3 separate regions of the Ovis aries genome follow, and all the other regions are linked to region 2. The links are chromatin contacts, called in public Hi-C maps. All regions are on one chromosome and are shown on one strand. The core of a region is the stretch at or near the end of the contact, and the rest is flanking DNA. Distances in the headings are between cores, read along the strand shown.

Region 1 (3,587 bases), core at 897-3,396, 140 kb after region 2:
CATGTCTATCTTGGCACGTCCTTCTCTTCCACCACCACGACTGCCAACAATAGTCATGTCTTTTAGTCTGGACTGCTGTAACAAATGACCGTAGACTGGATGGCTTAAGCGACAAGCATTTCTTTCTATCAGTTCTGGAGGCTAGTAGTCTGAGATCCGGGGGCCGGCATGGTCAAGGATCTTGGAGAGAGCTTTTCTTGCTGTGTCTTCACAAGATGAAAGGAGAGATAGGTAGCTCTCTCTTCTCTTCTTAGGAGAGTGGTAGGTCCTATTTCCTCCCTATTATAAATAAATAAGCAAACTGAAAATTGGAGAACTTAAGCCCTCTTTTTGTAAATCTTCCAACAAGAGGCGTAATTGAGATTTAAAGAAGTTATTCTTACTGTTGAGCCTTACCTTTTATCAGTGATCCCATGCTGCTTCCCTCATTGGGCTGAAGTCCCTTGAAAGCAAGAATTGTGACTGTCATTAATAGGCGATCATATGACTGCCAAATGAGAAGAGCAAAGGTGTGAGAGTTATAAGTATATTTAGCCTACAGGGCCAAAGTTAACTCATTCTTCTCAGAAGAAAAGCATTGAGTCTTAGAAGAAAAGCATTGAGCCTGCATCTACCCGGTGACCTAAGGTTATTGTTTACTGTTTAATTCACTGTCTGGCAGTACTCATGTCAGGCAACAGGTGATCATTTGGGTGCTCAGAATAGCCAGTCAGTGTTAATTCAAGGCTCTCACAGTGCTTTTTAAGTGGCAGGCACATTTATTACTACTCTGAAGGAGGCTCATTTTGTTAACATGGAAGGATGAGAGATGAAAGTTGGGAAATCATCCTAATGAGATCATTCATTAATATTGCTCTTTTTTGTTGTTTTGAACTGTTTCACTTGGGTCCTTTCATGGTACCTCGTTAAAGAAGTGATTCCGTGGTGAACCACTTGGGGGTAATCCAGAGAGACAGAGATCCTACTTCTTATCAGAGTGTCTCTGAATCCACAAGAAGGATTTGGGACCATTAATTGAACACAAGTGTGGACACCCGCCAAATGCAGGGCCCTGTGGGAAATGCCTAGGGATGTAGAAGTGAATAGGATACCACCTCTGTCTCTAGAAAGGTAAGACTCCCTCCAGCCAGTGGGGAGATTCCTGAAGGTTTCAGTATGGGATGGCATGCTTTTCTTTAGGTTACATAATAGGCTGATCCTTGCTCAAGACAGAAGTTACCATTATTTATAATAATTTGTATTTGTAATGTGTCTGGAACTGTGCTAAACACTTTATGTGTGTTATTTTTTTTAATTTCATAATAAACCTATGGGATAGATATTATTACCTCTGTCTTACAGATGAGGAAACTGAGGCTTAGAGAGAGGTTAACAACTTGTCCACATTCACATACCCAGAGGGATGGAGCTGGAATTCACACCCAAAGCCAGTGCTCTAAATCACTGTATTTATTTACCTCTTCTGACCCTGAACAGTCTAGAAAAATAGAACCTTCAGAGCCATTACAGGATCCTTTAGAATCATTTGATCATTTCAGTGAACTGATGAGGGATATAAGACATTCTTTCTATTTTATAGTTGAAGAAACTGACCTCGAGGGCTTGTTTGGAGCAAAGTTACACGTCTGTTACTAACTGGTAATGCTAGGTTGTGAACACAACAGCCTGGTCTTCTTAGTAGCACTCCCAGTAGCAATGAAACAAATAGGAACCACTTACTATGCAGGAACAAAGCGATCTGGAGTTTATTATATTTTCCTTCAATCCATTTTCCCTTTCCCTATTGTGTGGCCATGTATAATTTTCTTGACTCTCTATATAATTACATACCTGCTTCGAGATGAACACTCTAAGCACAGTGAGTAATAGGCTGAGATGGAATGTGGTCACCCCTGCAAAGTCATTCAGTTATCTTCCACAAAAGATGTAAATAAAGAAGCTGTTCCTGCCAGCAGACAGCCAGACTTCATCTGATAGGTGTCTGCTGTGGCTCTCTGTGGCAGTCACATGACAAGGATGTCAGAGTTCCTGGGGATTTCAAAGGGCGGCCTTTGAAGGCATGTTTTGTACCTCTCTGCTGCTCTGGGGAGTTTCCTCTTCCGTGTAGGTGCTAGAGGCCAGTCAAAGCTATCAGCTCTAGGAGGGCTGGCAGGAAACCGGTCCCTGCCTGTTTCCTGCAAGAAATGAATGCCTCTTTGCAGCAGGCAGCAGGCCCAGTGCTTTACCATGTCATTTGCACACTTTTTCTTTCTTTCTTCTTTTTTTTTTTAGCCTCCAGTTATCACTCCGTGAGCATGTACGAGACTTACTTTTTTTGCTCAGTATATTTTCCATTCTTTATAACTTAGCTGAAGTTGAACCTCCTCTGGGAACACCTCCCCAGCTAACTCACACCCACACTCCTGGCCCCTACCCCTCTTAGGATGCCTGGCATTGCTCTGGCCAGCCCTTCAGCGAGTCGGATGCACTGTCTCCATGGCCTTCCTCGGCGGGCCCTTGACATTGGACTGCCAGTGTGTTTTGTTTACTTGGAGTCATGGTACTTTCCAGTTCGATTCTAGGAATAGGATTATTTCTTAACTAATATGATTGGTTTCCCTGATTATAAATGTAATAGTATTCATTGTGTAGCATTTTTTAAAAGAGAGATAAAAAGAAAGGGTATGAAATCGCCAATGAACTTGCTGTCTGGAAACAACCAGAGTTGACCTTTTGGGCCATTTGCTTTCAGTGTCAGATGTGAATGGCCACTGTTTATGTTTGTTCTGTCCTCAAACAGAAGCTGGACACCTGAAGTTTTATCACGTGGGAGTGCCATGACCTTTTAATTTTCTTTCTTTTTTTTTTTTTGAATCTTTGGCCAGAAGCTCTATTTTGTGACAGTTCAGCCCATACGGGCTGCCTTCTTGTAACTGACAGTCCCCCATCATAATAGGAGCTGTCTAACAAGACAGAACACCTGTTTTCTCACCAAGAGAGAAAGCTGTATACTTTTTTGGATTGAAAGAACCATAAGCAAAAGAGAGACTGGCTTAGTGTCCTTAAAACCTCTCGTGTCGATGGAGCTGTGGTAAGTGGTGTGGAACTGGCTTATGAAATTTTTGCTCCACTTACCGGGATATTTTGCAGCTTCAAAACCTTTCATTTGCACAGAGTTCTGCATCTGCTAGAGTTCTCTGATGCAGATAATAGAATCCGCCCCAGCTGGTTTAAATGGGATTTGTTATGGGATATTAGCTGGCTTACAGACTCTCTGAAAAGATGCAGAAACACGCTCCAGGCTATATTTCCATGAACATTTCCTAGAACCACCCCACGGGACTAGCCTGACAAGCGGGCTGCCATTGCCGCCAGCCTCCGAACCACACCACCTCTGCCGTGACCCATGAAGCTGCCACACAGGTGACTCCTGTCCTCATACCTCTGCCATCACCTGTGCCAGCACTGAGGGTGTCCTGGGCCTGGCTCTTTTCTCACATAGTTCACTGCTGAATCAAATCTCACGTGTGAATGATAGAGCCTGTTCTCATGGCTACACCTTCTGTTCTCAAGGGAGGATTCACAGTATGGGGAACTGTCAAAGACAG
Region 2 (3,476 bases), core at 394-2,893:
AAAAAGCAGAGACATCACTTTACTGAAAAAGGTCTGTCTGTGGTTTTTCCAGTAGTCATGTATGGATGTGAGAGTTGGACCATAAAGAAGGCGGAGGGTCAAAGAATTGATACTTTCAAACAGAGGTACTGGAGAAGACCCTTGAGAGTCCCTTGGACTGCAAGGAGATCAAACCAGTCAATCCTAAAAGAAATCAACCTAAAATATTCATTGGAAGGACTGATGCTGAAGTTCCAATACTTTGGCCACCTGATGCAAAGAGTTGACCCACTGGAAAAGCCCCTAATGCTGGGAAAGGCCGAGGGCATGAGAAGAAGGGGGCAACAGAGTATGAGATGATTGGATGGCATCAATGACTCAATGGACATGTGTTTGAGCAAACTCAGGGAAACAGTGAAAGACAGGGAAGCCCGGAGTGCTGCAGTCCATGGGGATGCAAAGAGTCGGATAGGACTCATTGATAAATGGATAGATGATAGATGGATAGAACAACAACAAAAGAAAGGGGCTAGGGATTCTAAAGATAACCTCCTCTGCAGCTTTCAAAGTTTTATTTTTGCTCTCTATACTGGGTCAGAAGACAACCTGAAAGTGAAGCAAAGCCAAAGTAGCTGTGATGACTTTCTGTGAAGCCATGACAAGAATTACCATTTCCTTTCCTATTGCTCTAAGGACCCAGAGTTTGGGAAGATCTCCCAGGCTCTCTACATTCAATCCTGGAGAACGCCCGGGGCAGTTGACAGGGGAAGAAGCTGTGAGAGTCATACAGACTTTCCCTTCAGAGGCTGCTCCAGCCAACAACTGAGAAAAATCTGTAGAGTGACCAACCAGTTTGCAAATGGAAATCCGCTCGAACCCAAATAAAACCTATCTCTCGAGGCCAAACCAAGCAAACCGAGGCGAGGGTAGACTACTGGCGAGGAAAGAGGACAGCTAATTCCAGAGTTACACTCACACACGCGCAAACCTTGACCCACGCCCACTCGGCAGCGAAAGTAAAGGTGGGAGCTCCAAACGTAGGACAGAACCCAGGGAACTTCCCTGGCTGCGGATAAGGCCATTTCATCCCATTTTCTCTTCCCTCCTAGACAGTCTCCAGCAAGTAGCCTTCTCCCACCCCCTCCTGTCCCGCGGGGCTCCACCCGTGGCCCCTTCGCGCTCAAGTGGCCTTAGCGCTAAGGTCCGTCCAGCAGTCAGCTGTATTCCAGGTTGGAGAGAAACGAAGACAAAAAACCATTTGCACCTCAGAGGCACCGTACTCACCCTCATAACTGACACCTCTGGCTCCACCACGGTTGCCATCACTGTCCTCCTCCCCTTGGGTAGCAGCCCCCAGGGTCTTGGGAGCAGCCATTACTCGGCTGAGGGGGAAAAAAAAAAAAGAGGGCCGCAGACCAAGCGCGGGACCAATGGAAACGCGATTGGAAACGAATTCCCCACTGACGCGACTTTTCCTCCACGCCCACTCCGCGCCGTCACGATCTGGACCAATAGAACGTGGCGAGCGGGACGTAGTCCCGCCCCTAGCCGCTAACTCCCCACCTCCTTCCGGGATGGAGCTGTTGTAGAACTACAGTTCCCAGCGTGCTGCGGGGCGCTCGGCAGGGAGGGCTAGAAGAGGCGCTGACGGGCGGGGGTGCGCCGGAGAGTGCCCCGGCGTGTTCGCTTAGTTCAGTGAATCAGAACAATGACTGCGCCTCTGGGTTCCCGGGAGCGCGTCGGAGGACTCTGAGCAGCCACAGCCGGCAGAGCTGCGGGCGGCGCAGCCTCGGCCGCGCGGTGTCAACGCTGGGCTCGGGAGCCTCCAGCGCAGACCCTGCCCAGCGACCGCAGCCCGCGCGGAGCCGCGGGGCTCCAGCGCTGCAGCCACTACTCGGAAGCTGTGCATTGTTGTGAGCCGGAGAAGGGGCGCGGGGATTGCAAAGCCTGAAGACCCCGGACCCCTGTTTAGCCATGTGGATACCTACGGAGCACGAGAAATACGGCGTGGGTGAGTCTTCGCGGGGCGAACTTTTATTCTGCTCTGGTCCTAGCCCGACCGAGTGCGAATTTCGCGTCCTTGCCCCCGTGCCCCTCTCGCTCAGCCCGGCTGCAAATGCCTAATTCTGGCATCGCGCTGCGGGTTAGGGGCTTTGCTCAGCCACCTCCTGGCAGAGGGTTGCGCCTCGGGGTCTCGCCCCTCAACGCCGGATGGGAGCTCTCGGCATGGGTTCCCGGAGGGAGTGCCGGGACGGCTGAGGGGAGCGCGCGGCCAGCCCGCTGCTGCGGGCTCTGCCTGCGGAGTTTGGAGTGGCTACCGGGTGTGTGTGTGTCAAGTTGGAAGAGGAGAACGGACGGCTTTCCTCTCCCTCCTTCTCCTTTACCTTAAAGAAAGCAAGGGCTGCAACGACTTCCCAGGGTGGAGAGGGAGACAACAGTAGCGGAGAGAGAACATCCCCAAAACAGAAGGGAGGCGCAGAACCTTCCCTTTGCCTTCCACATTCCCGGAGTGCGGAATGTGGCACCGTCCTCAGAAGAGCCGCTCTGACAGTCCGGCCCGAGCCTTCCTCCTCCCTCCCATCCCGGGTTACCCGGTGTGTGTGTGCGCGCTCGGAGAGGCGGTGGGGCGGGGGTTAGTAAATTTCAACATCTGCGCCGCTCTGCTCTTTGGTCTTTGGAGGGAAACGGGTATTTCAGCAATGTTTTTGCTTCTGACCACCCTCTCTGCTCATGGTGGGGGTGGTGCTGGAGGACAGCTGTGGAGTGTTAATCGGGAGAGAGACTCCGAAAGCTTGGGTCTTCGAGGCAACGAGACAGCTTTTAGGAAAGATTACCCTGATACGGGTGTTAGGAGGAAAAGGAGCAGGGTAGCGCTCGCTGTTCTGTGTAAAGGTGAACAACAAAGGACATTAATATTGACGGATGAATACAGGAGTCTCCCTTCCTTTCCCTCCTCCCATTTCAGGCGGATTACAGTTCCCGTTTTTGTTGTTTGATTTCAGCTGGGTCGCCCCTTGACAGTTACTCCTTTTAGGTTGCGACTATTAAAAAGGAAGGCTCTCTGACAAGCCTGAAGCAGCCAAATGCAATTATAACCTCTGAGAAGGTTTGACAGAGAAAGTGTTATCATATAATACTTAATATAGTATTAAGGAAACATAATATATAGTTTCCTATAATGCCCTGTCCTGCTTATTGGTTTACTTTTTAAAAAATTGGGTGTAGATCTAGTGATTTAGATGATATGTAGGTATCTGCTTATGTTCTGCTTATGTTCATTTTCCTGTAATTTAAAAAATCTGGAAAGCCTTTCAAGGGAGTCATAATTACAGGGGATATTCCCACCCCCCCCCCCAACTTCACCTGGGGATAGGACTTTGGAGTGTCCTGAAAGGGCTGTATGATTGAACAAAGTCATTCCCCTGTATTATATGAGCTTTCATTTTGGATTTTGACTGGTCAGCAAGACAATAGTTTGCCCAGAACCCACCTTTGGG
Region 3 (3,379 bases), core at 438-2,937, 240 kb before region 2:
AGGAGAAGACGAAGCAGAAAGGTAAAGAGGTATCAATTCACACAGAGCAACTAGATGTATTTTATATTTTGATCAAGAATGAACTTCATGAGCACCGAAAGCAAACATTCAGTCAAAAAAAAGATATAAAAATGGGGGGACTGCACCTATAATTCATTTCTACTGTCAATTATTAAATATTTAATACACGAGAGCAAGTTTTCGTCTTGCTTTTTAAATATCAGTTTCCAATTCTTTAAAGACTGACCTATTTATTTGCTAAAGAACAAAGGCATATCATTCTGAGGGTTAAAGTGGCAACTGTATTCACAAATACATATGGCTAATAGAGTCGATGTAATAACATCTGAGGTTATTTTAATATTTAATTTCAAAGTTTCAATAAAGCAATTATTAAGTGAGATGACTTTAACAGGGTTAACACTAGCTTTCAGTATGGTGTGTCTCGTTGGAGTTTCTGCTTGAAGTCATTTTTTCTTAGCTGTATAGTTAGGACTAAAAAATCATTAATTCCAGGAAAAGTTTCGACTTTACAAAGAGGAATCCAAAAAAAAAACTAACTAAACTTTTGGCTAACTGCAATCTGAGCTCCTCACCACTCTCGCCTATTCCGGGCTCCCAGCGGAGAACCTACAAAATACAGCACAAAGGAGCACGCAGTTTCTGCCCACGGGAGTAGGAGCTGGCTTCGACGGGTCGCCCGAGAGCTGGGGGCTCGGGATTTGTGCGGGTGCCAGATAGAGGTAGGAGCAGAGTCTACGCTGGGACAGTGGACTCCAGCCTCTGGCGCCTCGGCCGGGCCAGGTGCACACGCGGGATGCACAGAAAGGCAGCCGAATGGGATGCCACATGGGCGCCTCTTCGTCACCCCGGCCCCACCGCGCAAGGCCCAGGCCGCGTGACGCAAAAGCCGGTCCAAACCCGCCGGACGTTTGGCATTCCCGAGAACTCCATGTTGGAGCCGAGTGGTCAAAGGCGACCAGTGACAGCATGGACAGAACTCCGAGCTCGGCACCACCCTCTATCAAAGAGAGCTCTAGAGCGCCAGTACCAGTCTCTGAAAACACTTCCTCGCCCGCCCAGCTCCCAGTCACCCCCAACCCCGACCCACTCTCAAGCGCAAGAACCCATCTACCCCTCTCCCTGCCCCGCGGCCGGTGCCCAAGAGTTCGGTTCGCACGCCAGATCCAAATCGCGCGAGGTTCGGCTCCCAGGGCACGCTGGGAAGCGTAGTCCGCCGGCCACGCCAGGCGCCCCGCCAACGCATACGTCTAGAGGAATAGAACTACAACTCCCAGGGTGCCCAAGGCTAAGGGACTCGCCAACCCGGCCGGTATCTGGGATGCCGGCGGCGGGGATACTTTCTTACCTGCTGTCGCCGCCGTCGCTGCAGCTGCCCCTGAGCCGCCGCCACCACTGCCACCGCGGTGGGGAGTGTTCCGCTTCTTATTCTTCGGCATCGTGGGACGCCCGGTGCCGCCTAAACTCTAGCTTAGCGAGGATCAGCCGATGGAGCTGCACTTTTTACTCGTGCGTCTGTGCGACGGGCGGCTGAGAGGCGAGTCTTCGGCTAACAACAGAGGCGAGAAGCGGCGCGGGTAAGAGTGGGCGATGGCGGCAGCAGAAATCCCCGTGAAGAGCTGTGATCGGAAACGATACATGTTTCTCTCTAGCGCGGGAGCTAAGGCGGGGCAGGCGAGGCCACGACGCCTTAAGTAGTAGGACCGCCGCCTGTCGTCACCATCCGTGGGCGGAACTCGAACTCTCACTAGCCAATCGCCATATATCTCCCCACCAAAGGCCGACTTCGGGCGGGCGAACGATGCTCACCACAGATCCCATGCTGCAAGTCTTCCAGAGGCGCCCGGGGAGCCGGTCTTCGTTGTGTGCTGAATTATGGGATATGTAGTCGGCCCCGTGGAGCCGCCTCCCAGCTCCTCCCAACTGGCTTTTCTGCGCACATGCTTCCTTTCTCGTGACCCTTGCACTGCCTGCTGGCGGCCCAGCATTGGAATTGACGGAGGCGGCCGCCGGCGGTGAGCAATGCTGCGGGTATGCCACATGACGACAACCATCTTCCAAGTGGGAGCTACGCAATCCGCGTCACTGGTCTGACTCCAGAGACTCGCGTTCTTCCCTTTAACCTTTCCCTTGCTTGCGGCCTCTGCCCTGGCACAGAATCCCCTCTTTGGGAACGTTTCTGTGGTTTTAGTAGTTGAATTAGTTTAGCGATCATCAGTATCTATAACAGAATTGTGGTTCAGGGCTATGTGCCTCCCTTCACCTTCAAAAAGATGTGCCTTAATCTGCTGGGGCTTCCCAGATGGCTCAGCGGGTAAGGAATCTGCCTGCAACGCAGAAGACAGAAACTTGGGTTTGATCCCTAGGTGGGGAAGATCCCCTGGAGAAAGAAATGGTGACCAACTCCAGTATGCTTGCCTGGAAAATCCGATCGAGAGAGGACCTTGGCAGGTTACAGCCCATGGGATCACAAAGAGTCGGACACCACCGAGCACAAGGCACATTGACAATCTACTTAGTCGTGTAGTTCTTGTATTTCTCCTATTCTAGACTAGAAAGATCTGGCGACTTAGATTTCTATGAAAGAATGTGTCCTTTGACAATTCTTCCTGCCAGTTAGGAGGTCAGTCTGGGATAAGTATTGGGTTTGGGGACTTTAACAGCTGGTAAAACAAACATGAGCTATAAATACCAATAATCTCAGCGGTTTTTGTGTGTGTTATTTTCCAAGGTGAGTCTAAGATCTGTCTTCCTTGTTACATGTGTTACATATTTAGAACCTGTTATTGAGTTCATATATTACGCTTATGACAGACCGAACTTGCTGACTCACTTCAGTGTAGGTGACTAACCCCCACCTCCACCTCTCTCCTGAGCTACTTCTCTTATTTTCTTTTGAATGGCGTGTAGCACATTTCCACCTGAATGTTCCATATGCACTCAATCCAGCTTCTCAAATACTCCGTTTCCCTCTCCCTGTCTTCCTTTCATGTCTTCACAGTTACTGCTATCCTCCAATATGCCCAAATTGAAACCTGCTTTCCCTAAATCAATCAGTTTCTCCATAAAACTCCTGAATTCATAAGCTCTTCTCCAATCACACATGACCTCAGTTGGTGCCTGGGTATTTGAAAGGATCTCGATAGTCATTTCATTGGCATTATGCTATAATTATGCTATATTATCTATGATAATGTTGCCAGATTTATTGATATCGCCCCTAGTTTACTAATTCACATGGTTTAGTAGTTCCTCAAAAACATTTTTGGTTCCCATTACCAGTATATTAAATGCCAGTCCTCTTCCCCTGGTCTGGACTCCCTCTGCAGCCCTATTTCACTGCTTCCTGGTACATGCC

Evidence for each region. A called contact is a pair of places that touch in the nucleus more often than the background predicts.
Region 1: a Hi-C map of liver shows a contact between it and region 2, with 2.2 times the contacts expected there. The contact joins the enhancer-like site here to the promoter of DOCK4 in region 2. A contact is called at or near these places in 2 of 16 Hi-C or Micro-C datasets (hypothalamus and liver).
Region 3: a Hi-C map of hypothalamus shows a contact between it and region 2, with 4 times the contacts expected there. The contact joins the promoter of LOC132659685 here to the promoter of DOCK4 in region 2. A contact is called at or near these places in 4 of 16 Hi-C or Micro-C datasets (blood, hypothalamus, liver and 1 more).

What each region holds. Positions count from the first base shown.
Region 1 is chr4:57,870,970-57,874,556 of ARS-UI_Ramb_v3.0, forward strand. All of the region lies in intron 2 of DOCK4 (dedicator of cytokinesis 4), which reads left to right. Among named protein-coding and RNA genes, the nearest start is that of DOCK4, 140 kb to the left of the region's middle. Within about 2 kb of position 2,147, at least 12 of the 54 cell types and tissues checked have an H3K27ac peak or open chromatin away from gene starts, as enhancers often do. A contact at or near this core is called in liver, where this site is marked.
Region 2 is chr4:57,733,301-57,736,776 of ARS-UI_Ramb_v3.0, forward strand. DOCK4 (dedicator of cytokinesis 4) reads left to right here and starts at 1,644. Exons shown (of 54, transcript XM_060414757.1): 1 at 1,644-1,990. ZNF277 (zinc finger protein 277) reads right to left here and starts at 1,417. Exons shown (of 12, transcript XM_004007882.5): 1 at 1,264-1,417. The coding sequence starts at 1,354.
Region 3 is chr4:57,492,470-57,495,848 of ARS-UI_Ramb_v3.0, forward strand. It overlaps LOC132659685, which reads right to left and starts at 1,688. Exons shown (of 1, transcript XM_060414755.1): 1 at 1,336-1,688. The coding sequence starts at 1,661. The coding sequence ends at 1,503. It overlaps IFRD1 (interferon related developmental regulator 1), which reads right to left and starts at 1,688. Exons shown (of 12, transcript XM_027968611.2): 1 at 1,370-1,688. The coding sequence starts at 1,460.